Linked DNA regions of Mus musculus: all the other regions are linked to region 3. The links are chromatin contacts, called in public promoter capture Hi-C maps. All regions are on one chromosome and are shown on one strand. The core of a region is the stretch at or near the end of the contact, and the rest is flanking DNA. Distances in the headings are between cores, read along the strand shown. Region 1 overlaps Gm32245 (a long non-coding RNA gene). Region 2 holds the start of Pygm (muscle glycogen phosphorylase). Region 3 holds the start of Ccdc88b (coiled-coil domain containing 88B).

Evidence for each region. Promoter capture Hi-C pulls out the DNA fragments that hold promoters and counts their contacts.
Region 1: a contact with region 3 is called in a promoter capture Hi-C map of pre-B cells, with 2.3 times the contacts expected there. A contact is called at or near these places in 9 of 39 promoter capture datasets (the C10 cell line, cranial neural crest, embryonic stem cells and 6 more), 1 of 484 Hi-C or Micro-C datasets (nephron progenitors), 9 of 130 datasets of targeted methods (the 230-238 cell line, bone marrow-derived dendritic cells, bone marrow-derived macrophages and 6 more) and 2 of 9 other capture datasets (liver and pancreatic islet).
Region 2: a contact with region 3 is called in a promoter capture Hi-C map of neural stem cells. A contact is called at or near these places in 5 of 39 promoter capture datasets (the 3T3-L1 cell line, the C10 cell line, cranial neural crest and 2 more), 2 of 484 Hi-C or Micro-C datasets (Th1 cells and bone marrow-derived macrophages), 8 of 130 datasets of targeted methods (the NIH/3T3 cell line, acute myeloid leukemia, bone marrow-derived dendritic cells and 4 more) and 2 of 9 other capture datasets (embryonic stem cells and liver).

What each region holds. Positions count from the first base shown.
Region 1 is chr19:6,568,259-6,572,508 of GRCm38.p6, reverse strand. It overlaps Gm32245 (a long non-coding RNA gene), which reads right to left. Exons shown (of 3, transcript XR_879496.3): 2 at 509-1,145. Among named protein-coding and RNA genes, the nearest start is that of Gm32245, 3.3 kb to the right of the region's middle.
Region 2 is chr19:6,382,605-6,387,338 of GRCm38.p6, reverse strand. Pygm (muscle glycogen phosphorylase) reads right to left here and starts at 2,931. Exons shown (of 20, transcript NM_011224.2): 1 at 2,618-2,931; 2 at 1,553-1,654; 3 at 1,395-1,473; 4 at 1,212-1,315; 5 at 834-965. The coding sequence starts at 2,860.
Region 3 is chr19:6,855,684-6,860,612 of GRCm38.p6, reverse strand. It overlaps Ccdc88b (coiled-coil domain containing 88B), which reads left to right and starts at 2,402. Exons shown (of 27, transcript NM_001081291.1): 1 at 2,402-2,533; 2 at 2,822-2,979; 3 at 3,118-3,229; 4 at 3,307-3,376; 5 at 3,456-3,514; 6 at 3,603-3,686; 7 at 4,361-4,504; 8 at 4,623-4,771; 9 at 4,880-4,929. The coding sequence starts at 2,474.

The DNA.
Region 1 (4,250 bases), core at 394-2,893, 290 kb after region 3:
CTCATCTTCACAGGCTGGACACCAGTCGATGCCGGGCTGTGGCTGTGGCTGGTGCACCTTGGCTCCCCACTTCTTTATCTGCTGTGGCCCTGTGGCCTTCAGTTCCCGAGTGCCTTGGGACTGGCCAGCATCATTCTGCCCATTCCACGCTAAGCAGGCATCCCAGAAGCTTTCCCTCTTTCTCCTGCCCTGGAGCAGGAGGGGCCTGAACCTCACCCTATCACTTTCAGTGGCTGAGTGGACCACAGCCCGCGGGAGGGCTGTTACCATGACAATCATGGGTCGTACTTACAGCACAGGCCAGATGGCCTTGGCTGGCCTGGCCTTTGCCCTGCAGGACAGGTGAGACCTCAGCTGACTATGTCCACCCCCTTCTTGGCCACCTGCCTGCTGTCCTGGTCAGTGCAGAATAAGGCCTCTTTTCATGGGAGACCTGTTGGGGTCTCTTTATCTCACCATCTAGCTGGCCACACCCCACTGGGAACCACAGGAAGGCAGTGACACTCACCATTTGTGAATGTTCCATCCAGAAGCCTGTGATCCCTGCCAAGTGGGGACCTGAAGTGGAAACTTGTCAGTTGCGTCAGATGGTGTTTTGCAGGGGCAGACTCGTGAAGGAATGTTCTTCTGAAGTGGACACAGGTGAAAGGATGTTCTGCTAATAAGGCAAGCATGTGAAAGGACACGTGATGAAGGATTGTTCACTAATGACACCTTACAGTGCATAGTTGAGCTGCATCTGTCAGGACCCCATAGAGAGAAATGTACCAAAAACCTTCTGATGGTGTGCTGAGGCTTCTTGCTTCCAAGGTTCAATTGGCAGAGTGACATCAGCTAAGACAGACTCGTGTTGCTGAGGCAAGATCCATGGAAGACATGTGATGTTTGGAGGGAGTATAAATAGGGCTCAGCAGACTGTGAGAGGGCTTGCTTGTAGAGGTAGCTGTACGACGCTTCTTGGTCTTGTGTCTTCGCTGATCTTCACTTCACTGAGAGACACAGCCAAGAACTTTTCCTGGAGTCCTGTTGGTACCTCCTGCTGACTCGAGCTGAGGCTGAGGCCTGGCTGTCTCTGCTAGGTCATGTCACCGCTGCTGATTCATGTTTGCTATCCTGAACTCTATTGAATTGGACTGCTGGTGTACCTGTGAAGTGTTCATGAGTGGATCAAGCTGCTGCCGCCTGCTAACCTGTAAACTGAACTGCCAATTTCCAGACAACACAGGAGTTGCTCCAGAGAATCTTTCTAAGCAGGTCCACTCCCCCTGTATCCTTTCTTTCCTACTACCTCTGGTGGGTGGTGGGAGGTCAAAGTGTTTAAGAACCGTCATTAGAAGTAGGCTTTGAAAAAATTAAAGTTACAGGGACCACACAGCATTGACTTGAGAGGGGGCATTACCAACACTTAAAACCAGGAGTTAAAAACAGAAACAAGCAATACTTTCATCTTTTATCGGAAAATGAGAAGGTTCTGGGTCCTACCACCTTCTCCATCACATCATCTCTACCATCCCCCCACCATCATCACCATGTTCCCCCTTATAATTCCCAACCTTCCCATCATCCCCACCATCACCACCACCGTTGCCATGCCCACCATTCCCACCATCAGCACCATCACTAGTATCCTCACTATCACTGCCCATCACAATATCTCTGTTACCACCTGTCTCGCCTCGGATCACAGCCAGTGTGTCTCCCACGTGCCTCATAGAACCCTTGATGTCTCCAGGGAAATGAGTCTGTTACTTGAGGCTAGCTATTTTAAGAAAACATGTGGCAGATATTCTGCAGAGGACAGAAGACACAGAACTCTGTGAAGACACCAGGAGAGCTATCAGAAACAGGCCAGCTAGCAGGGCCCAAGGTGAAGAGGACCAAACAAGCCCTTGGAGAACAGTAAGGGGCCAGCCTAGCCAGGGTGGGCATGCCATGGTGCCAGCCATCAGGGTGGAGAAGGAAGGTTAGGGCTTTGTGTAGCAAGCGACTCGTGGCTGCTCCTCATCCAGTTGGGAAGCCAGGCCTTGCTCTACCCATGAGGTGACAAGTGCTGACTGTCTCCTTACAAGCCATTTCACAGATGGGAAAAGTAAGTCCCAGGGGCGCGAGTAGTTGCTGGAGGGAAACTGAGCTTGAACTTTGGCCAAACAGCTTCCTGTTCCCCTTCCATCACCCACCATGCCCTGCACAGAGAGGCCCTGCCTTAGAGAAGCTTTGGCGATTAGCACATGCCCCTGTAAGCACGCTGAGTTGGCAGTGACATCCAACGGAACCTCTGAAGAATGAAGCTCCGGCTTGCCTGGAACCTGGTCTTCATTAACACCAAAGCTGGGGCTGGGAGGGTGGCGCAGTGGGTAGAGCTCCTGTCTATCATGCAGAAAACCCTGGGTTCAATCCCCAGCACCACAGAAAACAGGATACAGTAGGCTAGCCTGGGCTACATGAGCTCATCTCAGAAACCAAAAGCCGAAAAAGCCCCAAGATCTAAGAAGGAAAATCATTTGTTTTGCACTATAGTTAACCACCTATAGGTTATAATCACAAATAATACATCTCTGAACAAAAAGAATGAGATCAAATACTTTTTTTGCAATCTTTCATTTTTAGGGTTTTTCCCCCTCCCTCTTCTTGATAAATTAGAAGGAAGCCAACATCCAGAGCCCACCCCCACCCCCACCACCAACCTCTTCAAGGCTTCCTGGCTCTCCCAGGGACCACAGAGTATCTTTTGTTATTCAAATCAGAAGCTTTGAAGTTCTAACCCTGCCATTACCCACAACTCTCTGTTGTTCTCTCCGAAGGTTCCAGATCCTTTCCAGTCCTCCTCAGTCAGTGTTCACACACGTCTGAAACACGGGAGGATGTCACACGGGGCTTTGCCTCTGCAGCCCTGGCCCGGGCTGGGTCTACCTGGCAAAGCCATCAGTGCCTTTTTGATGGGGGTAGGGACTGACTTTTAGAATGGTGTGGAATAACTTTCTCTTGTGGTCAATGTTAAATCCAAGCACCGTGGAGTTGGGGGATGTGGCCACACTGTCCTTGATAGGGACTGAGTCAGGGAGCCTGGGAGGTCCTCCAGGCCCCTGTGGGTCTGCCCTGGGATGCTGTCCCCAGCTGGGAGACATGCTTTCAGAAGCAGAGGCATAAAACCTTTTGAGGTCCCTCTGCTGTGGACAAGCCTGACTGTGGGAGGGGTGTCCTGCATTCAGTACGCCGCCTTATGTCACTAGCTAAGTCTGACAGGCAGGACACTGAGCTGGCAGTGGCCTCCAGGCAGCCAGTGTGAGATGCTGCATGCTGCAGCATACACCTAACTGTGACTCTGCCCGAAGCTCCTCCTTAATGTTGTTCTGCTATGGCCTGGCCCTAGACCCACGAAGCTCAGGCAGGGACATCTTCCTCTTGCAGAGCCTCTTTGGTGCAGTGGACTTACAAGGCCAAGCCACAACCACCCCATTGCCCAGGTGCTGGGCCACCGCATGACCCTGGTGGACTCCACTTGGGCTACGGCCATAGTACTGCCTGGCCTGTGACCACTGCAAAGCCCCTGAGCATTTTTCTGAAGAGGAAACTGGAGCTCAGAGAAGTAGCCCAGGCTGGCCTCAGATTCCCTACACAGCCTTAGATGACCTTGAACTCCTGGTCTTCCTGCCTTAGCTCCCTGCTGCTGGGGTCACAGGTGGGTATCATCATGTCAGGCAGCAGTAGCAGCTGTTTTCCTCCTCCTCCTCCTCCTCCTCCTCCTCCTCCTCCTCCTCCTCCTCCTCCTCTTCCTCCTCCCCTTCTGCTTTTCCTTTGAGACAGAGTCTCACTAGTAGCTCTGGATGGACTGAAACTTGCTATGTAGACCAGGCTAAACCCTTGCCTCTTCCTCCCAGGTGCCACCATACCTGGCATGCCAGTGTCTTCTTTCTTGTTAATGCAGCTGGCTTCTATGTCCATAGCTGCATGGCCCTGTGCCCTGCACTACAATAGCCAGGAGGAAGGCAGAGAGATGCCCCCTGCTGGCAGCCAACGAGGTCTGAGTGGGGTGCAGGGTAAACTGTGCCTGACCCTGGGCCACAGAACCTCCTCCCACCCAAGGGTATGTGGAGTGCTGAGAATGTTTTCAGAGATGGAGTCTTTCCAATGCAACTGCACTTGCCGTGATAAAACGTCATAACCAAGACAGCTGCAAGAAGGAAGGGTTGATGTGGCTTACGGTACAGGGGGTCACAGTCCACAAGAGCCCAGGCGGCTGAAAGCCAAGT
Region 2 (4,734 bases), core at 1,682-4,181, 470 kb after region 3:
GCACCTCCAGAGTAGTCTCTATATGGGGCCTCAGCTTGCCTCCCAGACACCAAGTGATACCCTTGATGGGGCAGAGGGGAATGCAGGTGAGAGAGACAGAGGGACTATCTGAACAGACAGCAGGTGGAAAGCTAGAGGGAGTCAGGTCTGCAACTTTCCAGCCAGAGCTAACTGTGCCAGGCTGTCTGAGGCACCTGGCATGTCCAACAGCAGCAGCCCTGACTGGGCCCAGGTCTAAATCAAAGAGCTACAAACACCATTGCCGAAGGGCTAGGGGTCTCCATGCAGCCCTGGAGGAGACTGATAACTGCAGCCACACGTAGGAGGGAGTCACGGACTGGGGCATCCAGGTGGCCTTTCAGACTCTCTCAACTTGCTGTGTGGCTGTGAGTATGCCAGTGCCCAGTGCCACCCAAGAGGCCCCGTTTTCTTTCCTGCCTCTCTCGGGGCTGCTGCCTTCATCAGATCCCCGGCACAGATATGCAGAGATGACTACCATCACTACCATCACACTGTGCTGTCGTGTGTCGAGAAAAGGGGCGTCAGGGTGGAGTGCAGCTGGAGGAGGGACATTTCATTCCTCCTTCCAGGGGTTGAACTTTGCCTGCTGTCCTGGATGACCCTGGCTGGCATCTCCCTGCTCTGACTGTGTGACTCCAGTAACTCCCCTGACCTTTCTGAGCCTCAGTGGCCTCCTTTGTAAAGTAGCAGGGGGTTCAGTTCCCTTCTGCCTCTTCCCCGTGTCATTTTCTCAGGCAGCTCCTCTTCCTTCCTGCCTCTCACCGAGTCCACCCTCTCCCCCACCAAGAACCTGTGGCCATGTTCATCCTTACCTGTGTGTCCACCCACTTGGCACCCTGGCTGGTGTGCTCCACTCGGCCATAGAAGTGCACAGGCAGCGTGAACTCTGGGCGGGCCTTCTCCCAGGGGTTGCCATAGCGAAGCCAGTCATCAGCTTCTTCCATCTAGAGGAGTGGGGGAGGACGTAGGTGACAGGAGCTCCAGGTACTCACGTACTGTGAGTAGTGGGCCACCCAGCAGGACACAGTGTGTTCACGGGACCACAGGGGTCCCCAGGCTTTGAAGCAGAAGGAAAGGATGTTCATCTGGGGAGCTGGGGTGGCTTCTGGACCCATCCAGAGATATATGACTGAATGGAGAACCTCTCTATTGTGACTAAGCACCACAAGGTTGGGGTCTGGGTGGCTTACCTGCCAGCCCCCACAGATCTTCTGATTAAAAATCCCAAACTCATAGCGGATCCCATAGCCATAGGCAGCGAGCCCCAGGGTGGCCATGGAGTCCAAAAAGCAAGCTAGGCGTAGAGAGGAGTGAGTATCAGGGATCCAGCGTGAGAAACTCCCCTGCCCCACCCCCACAAGCTATGGACTCACCTGCCAGGCGTCCCAGGCCCCCATTGCCCAACCCTGCATCCTCCTCGATCTCCTCCAACTCCTCCATGTCCAAGCCCAGCTAAGGGAAGGGGAGGCAGCCGTCAGGCCCAAGTGCCAGCATAAGACACCCCCCACCCAACCTTAAGTGCTTCCCCCACCTGGTAAGTGGCCTCATCACAGGCGTTCTCCAAGGCCAGGTTCACCATGGTGTTCTGCAGTGTCCGGCCCATGTAGAACTCCAAAGACAGGTAGTAGATCCTCTGCCCAGAGACAGGCAACGGGGAAGAGGGGTCAGGGCCACCCCACTGACATTCAGGCAGGAACAGCTGGGCCTGCACCTCTCACCCTCCTGCCCTACCGCCAGGCCCCAGAATGTCTCGTCTCTGTCAGCAGTTCTTGTCTGCCTGCTCAGAGTGGCTATTTCAGACTTTGGGGCCCAACAGAGGTGTTGGTCCCTGTGTTCCTTTGAAATGCCTTTCCATCTGGCTTGGTTTCTCTTCTAGAGAGTAAGGCTAGCCAGGCCTATCTCAGGGGTTAAGGTGCTTGTGAGAAGTGGGGACCCCTTTTGAGGTATTGAGAAGCAGCTTTGAGTGTTCCCCGAGAAGACCTTGCCAAGGCCCGGAGGAAAAAGTCATTTTCAAGGTCGCACAGTGACTCAGGGCTGGAACTGCCTTCTGTCCATGCAATGCTGCTCCCCCTCGTCCCTAAGCCTCAGTCCGGACACGAGCAGAAGCATGAAGATGCTGAAGGCACGGCCTTCCCATTTCCTGGGGCCCTCCCTGGCCCTCCCCGATCCTGGTTGTGGGGTTAAGTTCCTGACATTTACCAGTGACCCTGCCAGATACTTGATACCCACGACGCCAGCTGCCCCAGCTTTGCCCTGCCTGTGGCACAAGCAGACTGTACCGTGCACACATCTGATGACATGTCCTTCCATGCCAGGTCCAAATCAGGCCACAGGGGTATACATTTCCTGCCTACCAGCAGCCCCTCCAACCCTATCTAGCACGTGTAGCCTACCCCGAGCACCCTTGGGTCTCCCTCCTCAGTGTTCTGTCTAGCACCCTTAGATCCTGCAATCCCAAACTCCTAAAACAGCAAATGATTTTTCTGTAGAAAACTTGGGCCTCAGAAAGGAGCTGCCACATGCCTGAGATGTCTCAACTCTCTGCCAGGCCCAACTCCCTGCTAATTCCCACCCAGGGTGTCCCCTCCTGTAGCACCTTGGGGTCCTTTTCGTAGTAATGCTGCTGTGTGCGGATCCAGCGTCCCACGAGGTGGTCCCGGACAGTGTGGGCCAGTGCAAAATAGTAATCTCTCGGAGTAGCCACATTGCGATCCTTGACCAAGGTGAAATGCAGGTGGCGGTTGAAGTTCTTTTTTAGCTCCGACACATTTTCCACTCCGGCTAAGCCACGAACGCTGATTTGCTTTCTCTTATCCTGGTCTGAAAGAGGCCTGGACATGGCTGTGAGAGGGTGGGCCGAACTGGACAGATGATGGCCTCCTAGCTGCCTCCAACCAGGGAGTGGAGCTGCCCAGCTGTGAGGGGATTTAAAGCCTGGCTCAGGGCAGCATGCCACGCCTCCCCGGACGTGGGAGGGTCTTGGCCGTGAAGCTCAGGGAGCTATTTTGGGGGGAAGCAGAGAGGAGAGGAGGGAGGAACAAGCTCTCCACAGCCCAGAGAGGGGTGTGTTCACAGCTGACCCACTTCTTCCAGGTTTCCTAAGCCTTCTGGTCTTATCCACTGGCCCTTGGCTTTTGAAAGACTGGAACAGGGGGACCAATTTGGAAGGCCTGAGGCTTGCCTAACGCATTCTGGTTGAGACTTTGTCTAAGACATTATCCAATCTGGGACCTTTCTTGAGCTACAGATAAAAGGTGGGACTGGATTGGAGATCCTCTTTAGAGAGGCCAAAGGGCTGTCACAAATACAGGACACTTTCTCCTTTCCTCCGAGCAGCAGGGTTTGTGTGTGACATCTGCTTAGAGTACCACCAGTGGGGCATGACGAAGTGGCTATTAAGCTGGTCACAGCCACTTCTCACTGGGACATGGCTGCACTGAGACTTGGAGGTTGTGAGCATGGACAGCAGAGCCATAAGCTGAGTCTGTGTCCTAAACAGAGGCACTGCTAATACAGAAGAGGCTGGCAGCCGTGGAGGGAGACCAAGCCCCTGGGTTGCAGGGAGCACTGTGGGGAAGGAGAGATGTCTGGGGTGGGGGGAGAGCCACTGCTTTCACCCCACCCCCACCAACGCCTGGTGCTTCTGAGCTTCCCCCTGTCAGCTGTCCTTCAAGGAGCTCTGAAGTGACCTTTTCCAGAGGGGATGGTTGGTCGGGTTACAGGACAGCTTTGGCTGAGGCTGCAGCCTGAAGCAGGGGCTACTGGGAACTATAGTCCTGTGGTCTGCGGGGTGTGTGTGTGTGTGTTTGTGTGTGTGCGTGTGTGCCTCTGTGTGTGTGTGCCTCTGTGTGTGTGTGTGTGAAAGACAACAATCCCCAGGAGTTCATGACATGGGATAAATGGGGGTGTCACCAGCCCGGAATGCTACTTAGGAAGCTGATACAGTAGGACCATAAGTTCAAGTCTTCTATTTTTAGTTTTCATTTTGTTTATGTATGGTGTTTCAAGACAGAGTTTCTCTGTGTTGCCTTGGCTGTCCTGAAACTTGCTCTGTAGACCAGATTGGCTGCCAACTCAGAGATCTACCTGCCTCTGCCTCTCAGGTACTGGATTAAAGGTGTGCGCCATAATAGAGGGCTGAGACAATGCACTCAATTTCTACCATCACAAAACCCAACCAACTAACCAACTCCTGGATAATAGCGGGAGGCGACTAGAGGCTCTCTCTCCTGTTCTCACGCAGGCTCTACAGTGGGCAGGTATTTTGTGTTAGCTCTGTGACTTCAAGGAGCCTTGTCTGTCACTTTTCTCCACTCACCCACCGGTACTAGGCTCTCCCTTCTAGTCTTAGGCTGTCTCCATTGCAGCCCATGTACTGACCCCAGCACTATCTTGCTGTGTGTCCACAGGCTGATTGTTTGTATTCTTGAGTATTCTTGAATAAAATTTCTGCCTCATGAGCTGTTGCCTCCTAATTGTGGAGTGGAGGGAAGACAGACATTAGCTCCTGCTTCTTTGAGGGAACAGAGCTTAGGCTCTCAGGCTAATTCACAAGCTGGCTGTGCCTCCAGAGTAGCAGGCTGACTGAGGGGAAGGACTGGGTGTTCTACTCTGAAGGCCAAGAAGTTGGATAACTACAGGATGCTACTGAACCGGGCTCTGGGATAGCCAAGCAGTTTCTGAGAACTTTCTGCCCTTTAGCAGGTGGGGTTC
Region 3 (4,929 bases), core at 1,153-3,652:
CTGGCCAGCCCCAGCTCTCCTTAAGTAGATGTCCCTTGCTCCTTATCCTCTGGCCTTGCTGCCCTCTGCTACTAACTTCATAGCTGTTTGACCTTAGGCAAGTTTCTTAACATCCCTATGTCTCAAGTGTTTTTCTCTATAAGATGAGAAATATTCCATAGATTTTATTTTGCTCACATTACTTATAACCATGCACTTATTATCCATGCCAAGGTCGTGCGAAGCCTGTGTATGGTCTAACTTCTATTACTTCTATTACTTTACTTTTTGGTTACATTTGTGTATGGGGGCCCATATGCCACCATGAGTGTGTGAACACCAGAGGACAGCTTGCAGTTGCAGGAGTTGTTTCTCCCCTTCTACTGTGTGGGTTCTGGTGAGTGAACTCAATTGTCAGCCTTCGAGGCCTTAGATGTAGCTGAGACAGGCCTTGAAATTTTGATCCTCCTGCTTCAGCCTCCTGAGTGCTGGGATTACAGACATGTGCCGCCACAGCTCCATTGCTGTTTTTATTACCTCATACTACATCAGCTTTAAGATGTCATTTAAGTATGATAAAAAAAGACCACTAAAGAAAGGTTAACCGTGTCTGAGGCACTTCATTGCTAGGACTTTTATATTAAATTTCCCAGAAGATCTGCTTCCTGCTTAGATTCAGGTTCACATCATATATAATTTACACACAGAGACACATACACATACACACACAGACACAAACACACACACAAACACAAACACACACACATACACACATGCACACACATACACAATACACAAATACACATACACACACAAACACACATACACACACACACACACACACACACACACACACACACACACACACACACACACGATGGTAGGATCAAAAGGAATTGCTGAGTTCCGTGGCAGAATTCCCACACAGAGGCGACTCCTGAGATGGCTTCTGTTGTGAGTCCCTGTGTCTGTTTCCGGCAACCTCCCACTCTGGGACATCCCTCCTTCAAACAGTTTCCACCACCAGCTTGGGGACCTGAAAACCAGGGTCAGGTCCCTCCCTCTGGTGCTCCCACCATTTGGGTTGTGGGTTCAGAGTGCTCCCTGAAAGACCTCAGAGTCCTCCTCTAAGCTCCTCAAGCCTTTCTCGGGAGTTGCTGCTGGGGCTTTGGAATTTTCTTGTGCCTGCAATGACAGCTGCATCAGGGCTGAAGCCAGCTGAAGGGCAACAGTACCTTGTCACCTGACTTTAGAAATGATGACCGAGACAGACAAGAAGACAAACACAAGTAGTTCCTGATCTATGCTTCTAGCTGCTGATTCCTTGGCTATCCTTCCCTCTCAGCAGGCTGCCTCCTGCCTCCTCTGGGAAGCCTTCCCTGACTGCCCTGTGAAAGCACTTAGTAGGACTACAGTGTCTTATTTCATGTGACTATTCTCTCTCTCTCTCTCTTTCTCTCTCTCTCTCTCCCTCTCTTCCTCTCTCTCTCTCTAACACAGGGTCTCTCTAAACAGGCCTAGATGTCCTAGAACTCCAGGCTGGCTTTGAACTCAGAGATCCACCTATCTCTTTCTCCTGAGTGCTGGGATTAAAGATGTGTGCCACCATGCCTGGCCAGCATCATCATTATTTTGGGAAACAGTCTCACTAAATTGGTTTAGCTGGTCTAGCATTCACTATAGGTAATCCAGGATGGCCTTGAATTCCTGATTCTCCTGTCTCTACCCTTCAAGGGGCTGGAATCACAGGCATGCATCTCTACTCCCGGTTATAAGGTACTAGAGATTGAACCCAGGGCCTTGTATATGTTAAGCAGGCCCTCTATGGACTGAGTCACATTCCCGGGTATTGTGTGCTTCCTTTTAAGGAGTTTACAGATGGGAAACTGAGTCTGGTAACTGCGGTTACTGGCCTTCCTCCATTTTCAGTGTAGTATTTACAAAGTCCAGGAGGGTCAGCGTCTACTCTCTCCTGGGGTTCAGAGGAGCTGGCTGGGACATGCAGCACCTGTAGCAGGCTTCAACAGCTGACAGATTGGCATGAGACTGAAGAAGGAGATACCAACAAATGAAGAACAAATTCAAGGCCATCCTGGACTACCTATAGTGAATGCTAGACCAGCCTATTGACTCCAAGGCAAGGCCAGAGCTCTTTTAGTGACGACAGAGTGCCAGGCTGAGGTCACTCTCTCTTGCCCACGAGAGAAAAGGTCTTCCCGTTATTCCCATGGAGTCAGGAACCCTGTAGGCCTCCCCTCAGCTAACTTACAGCTTTGTAGCTAGTCTTACCTTATCTGAGACCCAGGGAAGATGTGTGTGTGTGTTTGCGTGTATGTGCTGAGACACGATTCGCAGCCCTGCAGAACCCCGGAAGAAGGAAGCTGTACAGGGTCTGTGGCTGGGCCTCTGGGATCCCCCAGCCGGGGACTTCCTCTTCCTCTCAGAGCAGGTGTAGCTGCCACAGCGTGACAGGGACTACACCCTGACCCCCAACATGGAGGGGGCCAAGGGGCCCAGGCTCAGAGGCTTTCTGAGTGGGAGTCTGGCCACCTGGGTGAGGGTCAGGTGGGAGAGGAAGAGAGTGTGGGGCAGACTGAGGGCTGGGGGAGGAGGGGCTGGGTGTATAGCATCAGCAGGGGGGGGGGAGGGGAAGCTGGTCTGGGAACTGGGGCAGGAGGCATTCAGGGGCACTGGTGAAGTGTGTGTGTGTGTGTGGGGGGGTGGTAGTGGGAATCATAGAGTGTTTTGGGACAGATCAGGGACTCAGGATGAGTTTACTAGTTGGGGGTGGTGGTGGTGGGGAGTTTCTACCTGTTTAGCTGACTTCTATTTGTTTCCACAGGCACTGGGACTGGCTGGGCTGGTGGGGGAGGCAGAAGAATCAGCGGGGGGAACAGAGGAGGAGGAGGAGGAGGAGGAGGAAGAGGGGGCTCTTTGTACAGAGAAGAGATTCCTGCGGCTGATCGATGGAGCCTTACTCCTTCGGGTGCTGGGCATCATGTAAGTGACATGGGGAAGTTGAGTTGGGGGGGGGGCTGTGAATAGTAGGAGGAGTCTGAGGGTGGAGGGCAAGGCCTGTCTGGGTTGTGGGGAGGTCCTCAAGCCAACCTCTCACCCATGTTCCCTGGGTGATCATAGTGCTCCCAGTTCCCGAGGAGGACTTCGAATGGTCAGGGGCCGTGATGGTCCTGCAGCCTGTCGGATGTGGAACCTCTGTCATCTATGGGGGCGACTGAGGGATTTTTACCAGGTAAAACATTGGGAAGGCCAGACAGGAGGCCCAGCAGCCCCTGTGAAGGTGTCTTTCTTAGTGTTGGCCTATTCTAGGAGGAGCTACAGCTGCTGATCCTATCACCACCTCCAGACCTCCAGACAATGGGGTGTGACCCCTTCTCAGGTGCTGCTTCCTACCCACCCTCTGTCCTCTGTCCCTGCCCCATGTCCCTATTTAACCCTTTGTGGCTTGTGCCCAGCAGAAGAGGCAGTGGACGAGCTGGAAAGCATCCTTCGGCTGTTGCTGGGGGCCTCAGTGCAGGTGAAGAGGGGACGGGAGAAGAGAATGGAGTTCTGACAGGAGGAGGGGCCTCTGTGTGCCAGCTTTGGGCCTTCTCTGTCCACCACAGTGTGAACACCGGGAGCTCTTCATCCGTCACATCCGGGGCCTCAGCCTTGACGTCCAGAGCGAGCTGGCTGGTGCAATCCAGGAGGTACTGACGGCAGCAATACAGTCCAGGGGCTTGATTGGGTTCATTTTCTCTGCCAGCTGAAGAATTAAATGGCAGGGAAAAATCTGAAGCGCAGCAGGTGGCAGCAGAGAGAGCTCTTGCACAGCAGACAGAAACAGCAGTTAGGAGAGGCGGTTATGGAGGGCGAGCAAGCACACATGCTGCAGACACACAGAGAACAAGGCTCTGCTTTGCAGAAGCAGGGCTCAGGAAGCCAAAACAAACAAACAAACAAACAAACAAAAACAAAAACACCCCCAACAAACAAACAAACAAACCCGGTCTCCTCTGGAGGCCTGCGGTTTTAAAGACTCTGAGAAGTCTTCCTCACCCTATTTTCTCTGGTCAGAGACTGTTGTGTGACATGTCCTCATCAGGCCTTGAACTTGTTGAGCCAGTATGTCAGCAAGGGTCCACTAGTGGGCGGCAAAAGCTGCCAGGCTTTTGTCTTAAGTAAGCAGGTTGAGGAGGAAGCTGGCCATCTTGGAAGAGCTTTGCCACCTCTTCCATGTCATGGCTGCTCTTCCTGTCTGTCTGTCTACCAGGAATTATGTCTAACTCCTGATCTCTAGGTACTGTGGTGGGTGGCACAGGGGATTTGTTGCTACCCCTGAAGCCACCTTCACCTCCTGATGTATTGCTCTCTGTGCCCTCAGGTGACCCAACCTGGTGCTGGTGTGGTACTGGCTCTGGCTGGACCAGAATCCGGAGAGCTGGTGGCTGAGGAGCTGGAGATGCAGTTACGGAGCCTGACAGGGATGATGTCCAGGCTGGCGCGGGAGCGCGATCTGGGGGCACAGGTAGGGGACAGGCAAGGGGCGATGGGGCTGTCATAACCCAGAACGATTTTGTTGGGATCGGAGGCCCGATGTGCAGAGGTTTTGGAAGATGCTTCTTTGACCTTTGACTTCCTGCTAGCGGTTGGCTGAACTGCTGCTAGAGCGGGAGCCAGCCCACTTGCTGCTGCCAGAGGCTCCTGCTAATGCGTCTGCGGAGGGTGTCTCGCACCATCTGGCTCTGCAGCTGACCAATGCCAAGGCCCAGCTGAGACGCCTGAGGCAGGAGGTGTGAGTGTCTGAAGGCTCAGGAAGGGGTCAGTGGGATCTGGATGGGTCCCCAGCCCCCGGGTGTGGCTCTGCAGCTGGCAGACACCCTCCATCATCCCATCCTTCCAGGGAGGAGAAGGCTGAGCAACTGCTGGACTCCCAGGCCGAGGTGCAGGGCT